Linked DNA regions of Mus musculus: region 1 is linked to region 2. The links are chromatin contacts, called in public promoter capture Hi-C maps. All regions are on one chromosome and are shown on one strand. Each heading gives the region's core, a stretch centred on a gene start, on an enhancer-like site or on the middle of the called end of the contact. The rest is flanking DNA. Distances are from core to core; before and after follow the strand shown. Region 1 holds the start of BC055402 (cDNA sequence BC055402). Region 2 holds the start of Boll (boule homolog, RNA binding protein).

Region 1 (6,532 bases), core at 3,497-5,996, 1.9 Mb before region 2:
CACATCCTTATCTGTAAGTAGGAGGCAGAGAGAGAGAGAGAGGAAGAGAGAGAGAGAGAGAGAGAGAGAGAGAGAGAGAGAGAGAGAGAGAGAACTGCAGATGGCATGGGCTTTTGAAACCTCATTGCCCTCCCCCAGTGACACACCTCCTCCAACAAGACCACATTTCCCACCAACCTCTTCTGAAATCTACCAACCGGGGACCAGTTTGAAATATATGAGCCTAAGGACCCCTTCTCATTCAAATTCCCCAGTCTGGATCCTTGTTCAGGATAGCAACCTCACACCTCCTTTTTTCTGACTTTTCCCTGCTTCCTTCTCCGTTGTCAGCTTTGGACAGACCACTCAGCTGCTGAGGTACAAGCTAAGAGGCGCTGCTTTATAATGGAAGGGGGTTTAAGCAACACTCTTTCTTCAGGCCCATAAGGCAAGGGCCACAGTGCTAAGCCTTCCACTTCCTGGAGAAGAATGATGTTTGTGATCAAGGCTTAGAGTTCTCCAGTGAGAGAGCTCATGAGTGTGTATGTGTGTGTCACTTCTTGTCAGTCTCACAGGCCTCACTTTGGATTAGAGGGAAGCCTTTGCTCCATTCAGTCTTTTGACTTCAGTGTAAATAAATCTCATCCCAACTCCATCCTCACAGACACATGGAGAGGATGTCTGGCCATGTCTCCGAACATCACGGCCCAGCCAGGCATCACTGTGTACAAACACTCATTGTTTTGTGGGAAGAAAGAGTTCCAGTTTCCAGTGTGTTCTATTATAAAAAAGAATGGTTCCAAACAAAGAACTGTGGCTGGGCAAGCTGAAGGAGGGGAGGGGGAGGAGGAGACCTCTCAGCCCCAGGGCAGGTTGGCTTGTACAGATATCCTTATCCCGAGTGATGTGGGAAAGGCTGAGAGGACACAGGTGAGAAAGAATCACCAAAAGAAGGATAGAAGAGAAGTCTGTGGGTAGAGGGCAGGCCTTGGGCTCAGCCTGGAGGATGGGGAGTCCCACACTGCTCTGGGATCACAGGCTGCTCCTCATTGCTGTCTGCCTGTCTGTGGACGGTACAACTGCCTCCCCTCCTCCATATTTAGTGGTCCGACTGTGGCTCTCTGCCACTAGGTTTATATGAAGCAATAGATAAATGTCAGCACTTAGAAACTACACAACCTCCTAAACAGCCCCCCTAGACTAATAAACATTAAAAAAAAATCCTGATGTAGGCAGCCTGACAGGCTCATTGGTGGGGGGTGGGGGGGGAGGAGATAAAGTTTCCCTTCAGGACATTTATAATTTACATAATAAAAAGCTTTTCACCTTCCAGTCAAGGGAGCAAAATTAATTACCGTGGCCCTTTTACCTCATAGAACATTTTTTGCTTAAACTGGCAGGAACAATTTGTGAAGTCTTAAATAAGGAGTGAGAGTTGGGCCAGGGTGTGGGTAGATGCTGGGAGGAGTCAGAGGGTTCTGGAATGGTCTGGCAGGGCTGGGCTGAGCTCTGCATTCAGTAAAAATATCTGTGGCCTGACCTGTCCTTTTGGTCCACTCAGCTTGAAATACCTCGCTAATGATAATGGACTCCCACAGTCTGAGGCCCTGTAATCACCCACCCACCCCCTCAGACAGATGTTGAATGGATGGTCACCAGAAGGGTTGTTTCGACCATATCTTTCCGTCATGTCTTGTCCCTTTCTCTTTTGGGCCCCATTTCAAATAACAAATAGGGAACCGGATGTTCCTGTATCCCTGGCTCTGAAAATATACGGGCAGCTTCAAAGTCCCGTGATTAGGGAACCGTATTAGTTATCCATAGAGTCTCTCGTTCGAAATACACCAAGCTCTTTGGAAAGCTGGCAGCACCAGCCCAGTCCCATTAATTCTCACTGTGCTCCTGTGAGGGAAGCAGGTGGCTCTCATTATTTGGGCTATTTTGCAGATGGAGAGAGAGAGGCGGAGGGACGTTAAGTGTGGCAACCACTTCACATGGATGAGCTGGGAACAGAAGTGGCATTGGGCCTTCAAGGTTATAAGGGCTCCTGAGAGTTGGGAAAGATCCATCTGAGTGTCTCTGGAAAACAGGTGGGGGTCATGGAGATGAGCGTGGGAAGCCTAAACCTCCTGCCCTTTATAAGGGAGGAACCATCACTGGTTTCATGTGCATTGCTGATTGGTAGCACTTACAGTAATTGCACAGAATGGCAAAAGGGGGTGGCAAAGGGTGTCGAGGTGAAAAAGACAGCTTGTCTAAGCTTGCTCCCTAATCTTGGATAAACAGAATATTTGCAGACAAATATGGTGGTTGTTTTTATTCCAAGACTCAGAATTTTGGGAAGGCAATGTGTGGCCAGCATTGACTGTAGAGATCTACCCACATCAAGTTTGGCAGGGTCCCTCCCCTTCTCCTTTGGCCTCTGCAGTGCTGATGTGATTGACATTTCGTTAGCTCTCTCTGGATTCTGGTGTCCTCCATGTTGCACAGCATCCCTAGGTACCTGTGACTTTTATTCTCCTGCTCGAGTTGTCATCTTGGAGGCGTACTGCCTCTGTCTGCCATCCTAGACCTAGCCCTGGAAGCCTCTAGCCTTGGTACAATGTAATTTAGGCCTAGAATGGTTTCAGCTCTGAGACTTACTGCTGAATAAGTTCACCCTCTCTTTTTCTTTCTCATCTCTGGCTGACTGGTTAACTCAGCTGTTGACTTGAAACTTCTCTCTGTGCTAACTGACTCAAACTGGCTTCTTTCCGTTCCTACTGAATTGCTCCACTTGGCCTCATGCTAAATCTAGCAATCTGTTCTAATATTCTGGCTCATTCTCTGTCCTCTTCTGTCTTCACTGGTGTATAGCTTGTTCTCTCTTTAACCTGTCTCTGTAAAACTCTGCCTGTAAAATTTCTTCCTCTCTCTCCCTGCACTGCCCCTCAAGTAGCTCCCCTTTCCTCTCTCTCTTCTCGTGAGAATCGGACATAGCCTATTCTGCCAAATCTTTCTCTGATTTGTCACTTTGTCTGCCACTCAATTAGGTATCACTTTTAAACATGGGAGCTTCCTCTATAAACTAACTTTCCAAGTTTGTTGTTTGGAATTAAAGGTGTGTGCTAGAAGCATGCCTGTATTCTAACTAGCAGGATCAAAGGTATGCGCTAAAGGCTGGGCCACACCATAGCTAGAAACACTATCTTTGGATTCACTGTGTGATCAAGTATTCTGCAACACCCCTACTTCTCACTCTCCATGTAATGACAGTCAAAGTTTGGTTAGAGCCAGTTTTGTGGGAGTGAAGGAGCAACAATCAGGGCCTTTTCAATTACTCTGGGAATTCGACTTTTCCCACCTGACTTTTGGTGTACAGACTAGCCAGGGGAAGTTACCAATCTGGGAAGAACTGGAGAATCTAGGGAGTGCTTGAATTGGAAACGAGGTAGATATTGTGGGTCGTTTACTTGTGGCTCTGTTGCTGCTTCTCTGGGGCCAATGAAATGGTCATTTTCCCTAAAAAATACAAAACCTGTGGGCTGTGTGCAATGTCTGCTGGAGTCTGTGGCCAGCTTTCTCAACACTAAAGTTTGGGCCAAAAAAGCAGGTGCCACCCAGAATTGGTAAAAATCAAATGAATCAGCTCATAGAAAGCACTTCACTGTCTAGTGACAGTGAACAGGGGCAAACCTCAGCATTTTAGCCGTAAGGGTTGGAGTATAACCTGGTTTTAATAGCATAGTTTATTTCAGACATGACCTGACTAAACCAAACAGCCAGTTTCATTTGCATGGTGCTATGGTTTGAATGTGGTCTGTCCTCTCTAAATGTAATGTTGAAACTTAATCTCCATTATGAGAAATTAAGAAGTGGGATTAGACAGGTCTTGATTAGGGCTCTGTCATCATGGATGGATTAATGGGTTACTGGGTTAAGGGTTATCTCTGGAGTAGGTGTGCCATGAAAGCCATCTAGGCAAGATCTCTTACCATTTTGATGCTGTGTTGTTTCTGGACTCTGTCAGGCAGAAGGCCACTGCTAAGTATATGTGACCCCTTAACTGTGAACAAAAACCACGAGCTCCTCTTCTTTAGAATTTACCTGGAGTGTGGCATTGTGTTATTAACAATAAAAAATGAAATTTTCTCCTCATTAAGAGAGCAAAATTAATCACCATGACCCTTTTACCTCACAGAACATTTTTTTTTTTATTAAATTGGCTGGAATAATTTGTGAACTCTTAAATGAGGAATGAGAGTGAGATGGGGTGTAGGCAGATGCTGGGGAGAAGGCAAGGCAGCCCCTTGGTTTCTACAAAGTTCTACAATCATCTGGCACGGCTGGGCTGAGCTCTGCATTCAGTAAAAATAACCCGAGGGGAAGAATAATGGTTCAGATATGCCACAGTCTGGTATTGATGGCAGATAACTGGCTAAGTTGATTGCTAAGATGTCATAAACTCTCTGCAAAATGGTCCTCTAGACTTGGCTATCACAATTCCCTTATCTCTGTTGTACTTTACACACATCTGTCACCAGTATGCATCTGCTACAGGGAGAAAACAACGGTAAGGTCTTCTCTCAGGAAGCAGGAAGGCCTTGGCTGAGGAAAATCAGGTCACCATGAGAAGAGCCAAGTGTGGCTCACGTGACAAAAGAATCTCTTTAATTAGGAGGAAAAGTTGAGTTGAGTCTTCATGAAGAAGCCAGTGTTAACCAGGAAGCCTTTCAAAGGGAGGGACAAGCAGGGACTGATATAGCCAGGGAGACTCTGAGTGGACAAGGACCTGGGTGACTTCTGAGGGATAATGAAGGGCTGAGAAAGGCTGCCAGGTCCCAGCTCTTATAAGTTTTCCATTGTGCAAAGACGTCTGGATCTTATCCTGTAAACCAGAGGGCTCTGGAAGCAGCAGAGAGAGGAGACCTTTTTTTCGACCTTCATGCTCACCCAAATACCAGGTCAGCTGGGGATTGAAGGATGGCCACCATAGACGAGGTACAACATACTCCTGGGGGGAGTCTGGTAAATTCTCTTAACGCTGCATGGCCTTTGGCCTTTCAAGCCACTTTCCTTGGTGTTGGGACACATGAAGGCTTTCAGCAAATATGAGAAGGTTTAGAGAACTTGATGCATAAAGGTTGCACTGGGCTAAAGTGCCACTCCCCAGGCAGTATTTAGACAGCAACTGTTCCTTGGGGCTCCTTGGACACGGATGTGAGGAGAGAAGGCTGCAGCTGATTTCCCAGAGGTGGGTGTGCAGGGGAGGAAGCAGGAAGCAGCTGATGCTCCCTCTGCAGTGCCAGTGTCTCCCTGTGGGAAGCCTTCAGTAACAGCTCAGGAAAACCCATGCTCAATTTGGGAGTGAGTTCTGGCTAACATCAGTTTGAACTGGGGTGCAGTGCTAACTCAGCTGCTTGAGTAACTTCAATATTCCTTCTTACACGCAAGCTTCCAATAGCCTTTATAAGGATGACCAAATACAGGAGGGGTGACAAGGTTTTCTTTCCTTGTGGGAAGTATATTTGAAGTACTTTCAGATGGTTTAAACTGAATCAATTAAAAAAAAAAAGACCGTTTTTTTTTTTCTGACCCAATTTCTTCTTTCTTTTTCAAATTCTTGCTTACATTTCAAGAGCTGCTTTGTTCTGTTTTCCAAGTTAAAAATTCATGGAGAAGAGGAGTTTAAGAAAATGAAGACAATGTGAAATTAAATTGCAAGGGTGGGGGCAGGAGGGGGTAGAGATATTAATTAGCAATCTAGAATTAAATTAAACATGAAATAGACATTCCCAGGTCAGGAGGAGGTCTTGGGAAAGGGGAGGAGAATTTGAATGTGTGGATGTTCTTTTCTGTATAAATTTCAAATTGAATTTGGCTTTAGGTTTCTGGCAGCAGAGATGTTGTTCAGAGCACGCTGGAAAATGGAGGCTTCTCGATTCCCACTTTTAGCTCGCACCATTCTGCCGAGACAACTTCTCGCCGGCTTCAGTGAATGGCGGTGAAATGCAAATCATAACGGAGGAGAGCTGGCCTCCGGGGAAAGGGGGTCTTGGATGGTTTCCAAGGTCTGGAACACAGAGGAAAGACATATTTCTTTGTCACACACAGTAGATTCTCCCTGAGGGTTTCAGCGATGGGAAGAAATGATGGGAGGGGGGGTGGGAGTGTGGTGGTGGAACTCATTAGAACGTTCTTCTCTCAGATGAAAAGCCAAACAAAAACAAACCTCAGTGAGTGTGAACACAGGCAAGCTGGAGGCCTTGAGGCCTCTCACAGCACACGCCATACAGCACGGTTATCACCCGGGCTGCCGAGTCGTGGACAGCTCTGTGACCTCCCTCTGTGACCCCTGGGCAGACACGTGTATGGATTTACCATGCAATTTGACCTGGTATAGGAAAGATGTCAAGCAAGCCTGCAATGAAGATTCTGTGTCCAGGAGAATTCAAAAGACATATTCTCAGGCTCAGTTCCTTTGAATATTTAAATCCATGCATATACAGAGGGGGAATTAAATCCACGTGTTTCTGATTTGTCTACACTTAATTCATCAAGTTCTATAAGTTCT
Region 2 (6,239 bases), core at 720-3,219:
TCACAGGCAATTGGGAATACAGTCACACACAACCATCCCTGGCTTCTCCAACATTCAGATGTCTTGAGGACTTGTTGAGGTTTGGTTTGTTGCTATGTACTGTAATACTAAATACCGGCTATGGTTGACTCAGGGACAAGAGATGCTTTATGGCCTTACTCTTTGATTTAAAACTACTGGCTGAATAAGGATGCTGACAGCCTATAGATAGGAAGAAGAGAGGTAGGTGGGGTTTCAATTCTTGGGCTTGGGGTTGGAGAAGGAATATGAGTATGAAGGAGAGAGAGAGATAAGACAGCATGAGGTATGTGAATCATGAAAACATGGTCATGAGGGCTGGTCATTTGGAGCTAAGAGCTATCCAAATGAAACATGGCAAGCTATAACTTGGGATATTTGATAGGGAAGTGGATACTAATACCGTAGAGGGTATTAGTAACTGCCCAGCTCTAGTATATAAGGTTTGTCATAAATGTAAAGAGTTTTCGTCTTTTATCTGGGAACTGAATGATCATAGTTGGAGAAGAGACCCCAGTTGAGTTTAAATATTTTGGCAACAAGGACTAATGTCTGAACTTTGCCTTCCAGCAGCATATCCCATTATGAGCATAAGAACTGTACTGTCTACTAAGTTGATCCAATATAATTTTGTGTGATTCAGCCAAGTATTTTTTAAGTTCCTTTTGGATAAGAAGTAAAAGAGGAGCTGAACTGAGGAGTGTAGCTATCTTCCCTAACACAGTCACTGTTCCCTCAAGTTTGTTCATTATGTCAGACCAAGTATTTCCTGTGACAAGTGGCCTTTTTAGAAGATGCTCCCTTCAAAAGTAACTATTCTAGTAGGAAAGAAAAAGACTTCAGAAGAAAAGAGCACTAATCAAATAATAATCAAATCCTTAGTTACAACTGGAGGGATAGAATGCCCAAAAATCAATTCTAGAATATGTACTTAAATCTGAATACACATCTGTGTATTATTCCTTTTCCACAGAAACTCAAACCTGAGAAAATGAGTTTAAATTGTATGCAGAAAAGTATTCCAACTGCTAGGATGCTTCTACAATTAACAAAAATTGTTTCCCATCTTATTTTTGGTAAATAACTAAGCTTTTGGATATTTATTCTTGATAACTAACCTTTGGACATATTAACATTAATATTGTTGCTGCTTACTCTGAGGACAAGTTATGTAACTTTTTACAGTTGCTGATACTGATCTGATGGCTTAAAGCCCTTAAAAGCCAGCCCATTGAGATGAAGAATCGGGGTTGCAGAGCGCTAGGGTTAAAGCTACAGCTTTAGACTTTGACCCAAGTATTTAGCCACCTATTTACAGTAGAAATGACCATAAAGCACTGCACCGGAAACAAGATATGTGTATGATGGATAGTTGCTTATAATAATGACAGTCCTTATTACATGAATTTATCTAACAGAAATTACATACTACTTAAGAGAGAAGGTAGGCTCTCAGGCACTTTTTAAAAAGTCCTTGCAAAGGAGTCTTTGAACGGAGTTCCCAAAGCTATGGGGCCAAGTCTAATGAAGCTGGTTCCCTTCCCTTAGGCTCTCTCCTACTTTTATTTTATTTGCTTGTTTGTTCTTTTATGGGAGAGTGGGGGTGGGAGGGAGAGAGGGAGGGAGGGAGGGAGGGAGGGAGGGAGGGAGGGAGGGAGGGAGACAAGGTCTCACTGTGTAGCCCTTAAACTAACTATCCTTGAACTCGGTATATAGACCAAGCTGACCCTGAACTCAGAAATCCTCCTACTCTGCCTCCCAAGTGCTGAGATGAAATATGCATTATTAGCCAGGAGCGCAGGGCAGCTAGCCTACCAGGGGCCTGAACTGCGCTGCCCCGCCCTCCCTGGCAGGGATGAGTGACAGCGACAGCGACAGGTGCTGAGAGCAGAGGCGTCCGCTGCTTCTGTGTGTGGCGCCCGGAAGGGGGAGCAGAGTTTGCACGTGGGAACTTGTCTTCCTGTCTTCGAGCCAGCTTTCGGAAGTCCCCAGAGGCCACTCTCTGTAGTAGACCCTAGAGGTCGGCCCTCCAGGGCAGGGAAGGCTCGCCGCTCTTGCCTTCCGCGGCGCGTTCCCCTCCGCTCGCAGTGCTCGCGTCCGTCCGTCCAGCCGTCCGTCCTGCCGCCGCTGGCAGTCGCGGTGCGCGCCGTCCGTGCCGCCGCCCCGGCGGCCCCGGGACTTGCGCACAGCGCCACCGCCACCGCCGCCGCGCAGCCCGCCTCCCCCGCCCCCACAGGGCAGCTCGCCCGGCTCGGAGACTGCGCCACTGCAGCCGCCGCCGTCGCCGCCAGGGGGAGCGAGTCCCCGACGGGAGACGCGCCGGCTCGCTTCCTGCGAACGCGCCTTCCAACTTGAGCTTCCCGCGAACTCCGGAGATTAGAAAGATGGAGACCGAGTCCCGGGCGGTGAGTGCTGAGGGCCGGCCGGACTCTGCGCGGCCCGGCTTCGGACGGGCTGGAAAGAGTGGACTTTGGAGTCGAAAGCCTTGCTGTGGGGTTGGGAAGGAACGCGCCGCGGGAGGGCAGCGGGCAGCCCCGCTGAGGAGAGCGGCCCCTCGGGCTGTGTGAGAAGGGGCGCTGGGGGTGGGGGAGGCGGCGCTGGCCCTCGGTGGGGCGGACGGGCAGCTCGGGGGAAACGGCCATCGGCCAAACATGCCTAGCGAGCGGCCGCCCTCAAGTGTTCCCGCCCGGACGGCGGCGCCCTCGACGGCTCGCCCTTTTCAGGACACGTTCTCGCGGGCACGAGTTGCGCGGCCGTCGTCGACGCCCCGACCCGGGGCAAGGCCTGAGCCCGGGAAGGCCTGAGCTACGCGCGCTGCCCTGTCAGGCCTGGGCCCGGCTGGGGCCTAGGGGCCCCCACCGCCCCCGCCCTCCCAGTGCAGCCTGGTAACGTGCCGCGCCCCGCCCCGTGCCCGGCCGCCAGCCAATCAGCATGCGCCCACGCAAGGCCGCGGCCCCGCCTTGCACGAGGCGGCCAGCGCGTGGTAGGTGCCGTTGAGGGTTCCCGCCACCGCTGCTGGCGGGTTTGCCTGACAAAATTTCTCGCTGGCTGGCCTTCTTTTCCCTCCCGCACTTTGGTGGGGAGGGGGGAGACCCTCGTGTCGGTGTCCCGGTCCACGATGACCCGAGAGAACCCGAGGACGTTGTCAATCCGGCCATTTGCCCCATCGCCTCAGCCTGCTGGCCTCCGAGGGGAAGGAGCACCGAGGCGGTGACTGCGACGGTTAGCCCACCTCTTCCTTTGTCTTTGCAAAGATGATCCATCTCGAGGTCGAGGTTAAGCCTCAGAGGAGACGGCACTAGGGCCATGTTACCTTGGAAGAGCATCTTAAGAAACTCGTTGGTGGTCGAGCTTTACGGGGAAGCAGAGGGTCCAGACTAAGGATCCTGGAGCAGGCAGCCTCCTAGCTCCATGCTTTCAAATGGTTGACAGTGGGAGGTTCCCTCTCCTCAAATTCAGTGCTAACCTCGAAGGAACTTGATGTTACCTCTGTCAGAGCCTTGTTGCCTCTAACCATAAAATGGGTTCTAGAATGTTACTGATACTTCGGTCCTTACCCAAATGTTGACCAAGTACCAAGCAGGTCTCTCCTGAAACCTGGTTTATACAGTCAACAGATAGATAGGCACTGAACACTTGCTATGCGATGTTTCTGTTTTGCATGTCGCAGTGAGTTAAAAAAAAAATAGGCAAGCATCCTGTCTTCATGAATATTACAGCATAGTAATATATTACAGGTATATATGTGGTATCTTAGAAAATAAGAAAGAAAGCCATAACATCCACACTGGAGCCTTAAAAACAGGGACTGAAGTGATTTGGTTGTTTTAAAATCATTTTCTCAGTGTTTGAGGTCTCTTCACTTGGGACTGATTTCATCCACCTCTCACAGGAAAATGGAGTCTTCTTACTTAAACTTGAAAACAAACTAGTACTTCCATTGAACTCCTTTGTTTTTACAGAATTTTGTGAAGACATCATTATTTAACAAATTCTATACTAGAAATAAATTGGCACTGATATTGATATGTTCAGCCTTCTAAATTAGAAGTATAAACATAATGGATATATACCAATTTGTTTTGGGTTTTTTTGTTGTTTTGTTTTTTACAAGACAGGGTTTCTCTATGTAGCCTTGGCTGTCTGGGAACTCATTCTATAGCCCACAGACACATTTGTAATTGAGTTGTCTGTGAAGTCATTGGTCAAAGGAAGAAAGTACACCATGGGGCCTCTCAGGTGTTAAGAACACAATTTATACAAAATGGGCTTGAGACTTTTAGAATTCCAGGTAGAAGGGCTTTACCTGAAATGCGTATTGTAAGGAAACGGGAATGTTTCTGTGGTTGTGTGTATTATTGCTTTAAAAGTAAGATTGGTAAAGGAGAACAGTTGCTCAGAATATCCAGGATTAAGCAATGTTTGGTAGTTCTTGTGGTTTAGACAGTGCTTTTGTTTTTATAGGTATTTAGACACGATTAAAGAATTTTTTTTATCTTGCTCCATTATAATTACAGTGACCTTGTCTAATGCTGATGTTCTGTTAACAAGAGAACACCACTGCCTAACTGAGTGCCAGGCCAACTTAACACCTGGACAGAATGGTTGAGACAAAGCTTCTCCAGATATCTGAGTCTTTTTTTCTCCCTCTTTGACTTCTTTATGAATTTAGTATTCTTCCTTAACAAATAGCCTATCGCATAATTAATGTAAGTACATTTGAGTAGTACATTTAATAGTAAGCAATTCTGTAGAGTGAAGTACTGTGCTTCATTTTTATTTCTCCCCAAAGCTATAAGCGCTAAAGATTTTAAATTACAATCTTTGTAATTTTAGAATAAAGTCAAGTCTAATATGTCATATTTTGCCTAAATGACAGCTTTGATGATCCTATATTAAAACTTATACCCAGTGCTAAAAGCATAAAATGACTTTATTTTACAGCAGTCAACAAATCAGACACAAACAGATTCATTATCTCCATCCCCTAATCCTGTGTCACCTGTGCCTTTGAATAACCCAACAAGTGGCCCAAGATACGGAACTGTGATCCCTAACCGCATCTTTGTAGGAGGAATTGACTTTAAGGTATCTATCTGTGGGTGCAACAAGGTGGGGGACAAAAGTGTTCTGCTTCTCTTTGCAGGAGGATACTTCATTTTTCAGCAAATATTTCCTTATACAACTATAAAATTACATTTGCACATTGGTTAATATACAAATGGTTAATATAAAAATGGGTTTCACATTGCATTGGTTTAAATACAAATAACACTTAATACTTAAGTTTTACTTTCCTATACAGCACTCCAATCAACTGGATAAATATTTCAATTTTTAAATGAAAACTTAATCTAAAGATTTTAGTCTTGTAAAACTCTGTATCTTTATCCCAACCTTTATTCTTGCATTCATAACTAATGTCCTAGAATTCAATTTCTTACAAATAGCTTTCTTTGATAGGGTTTATTATCTGATAATTTAAAAGCCCTTGTGGTCCAAATAGAGAATCGGTTAAAAAAAAAAAGTGTGCTTAATCAACTAATCAGCTATTTCACTCTTTCAGAAAAGCATATTTGAAATGATTCACAGTATTCCATACAGGGAAGGTATACAGGAATATTTTTAATCAAATATTCTTTTTTTATGAGTCCCTTTTTTTAATTAAATATTTTCTTCATTTACATTTCAAATGCTATCCCCAAAGCCCCCTATACCCTCTGCCCGCCCTGCTCCCCAACCCACACTCTTCTGCTTCCTGGCCCTGGCATTCCCCTCTACTGGGGCATATGATCTTCGCAAGACGAAGGGCCTCTCCTCCCATTGATGGCTGACTAGGCCATCCTCTGCTACATTTGCAACTAGAGACACAGCTCTAGGGGATACTGGTTAGTTCATATTGTTGTTCCACCTATAGGGTTGCAGACCCCTTTAGCTCGTTGGGTACTTTCTCTAGTTCCTACTTTAGGGGCCCTGTGTTCCATCCAATAGATAACTGTGAGCATCCACTTCTGTATTTGCCAGGCATTGGCATAGACTCACAAGAGAGACCTATGTCAGAGTCCTGTCAACAAAATCTTTCTGGCATATGCAATAATGTCTGGGTTTGGTGGTTGTATATGGGATGGATCCCCGGGTGGGGCAGTCTCTGGATGGTCCTTCCTTCTGTCTCAGCTCCAAACTTTGTCTCTGTAACTCCTTCCATGGGTATTTTATTCTCC

What was found. Promoter capture Hi-C pulls out the DNA fragments that hold promoters and counts their contacts.
Region 1: a contact with region 2 is called in a promoter capture Hi-C map of hippocampal neurons, with 25 times the contacts expected there. The contact joins the promoter of BC055402 here to the promoter of Boll in region 2. A contact is called at or near these places in 10 of 39 promoter capture datasets (the 3T3-L1 cell line, 3T3-L1-derived adipocytes, HPC-7-derived erythroid cells and 5 more) and 2 of 9 other capture datasets (adipose tissue and liver).

The regions. Positions count from the first base shown.
Region 1 is chr1:57,213,210-57,219,741 of GRCm38.p6, reverse strand. BC055402 (cDNA sequence BC055402) reads left to right here and starts at 4,746. Exons shown (of 7, transcript NR_037990.1): 1 at 4,746-4,922; 2 at 5,846-6,029.
Region 2 is chr1:55,359,483-55,365,721 of GRCm38.p6, reverse strand. Boll (boule homolog, RNA binding protein) reads left to right here and starts at 1,969. Exons shown (of 11, transcript NM_001368767.1): 1 at 1,969-2,423; 2 at 4,963-5,106. The coding sequence starts at 2,403.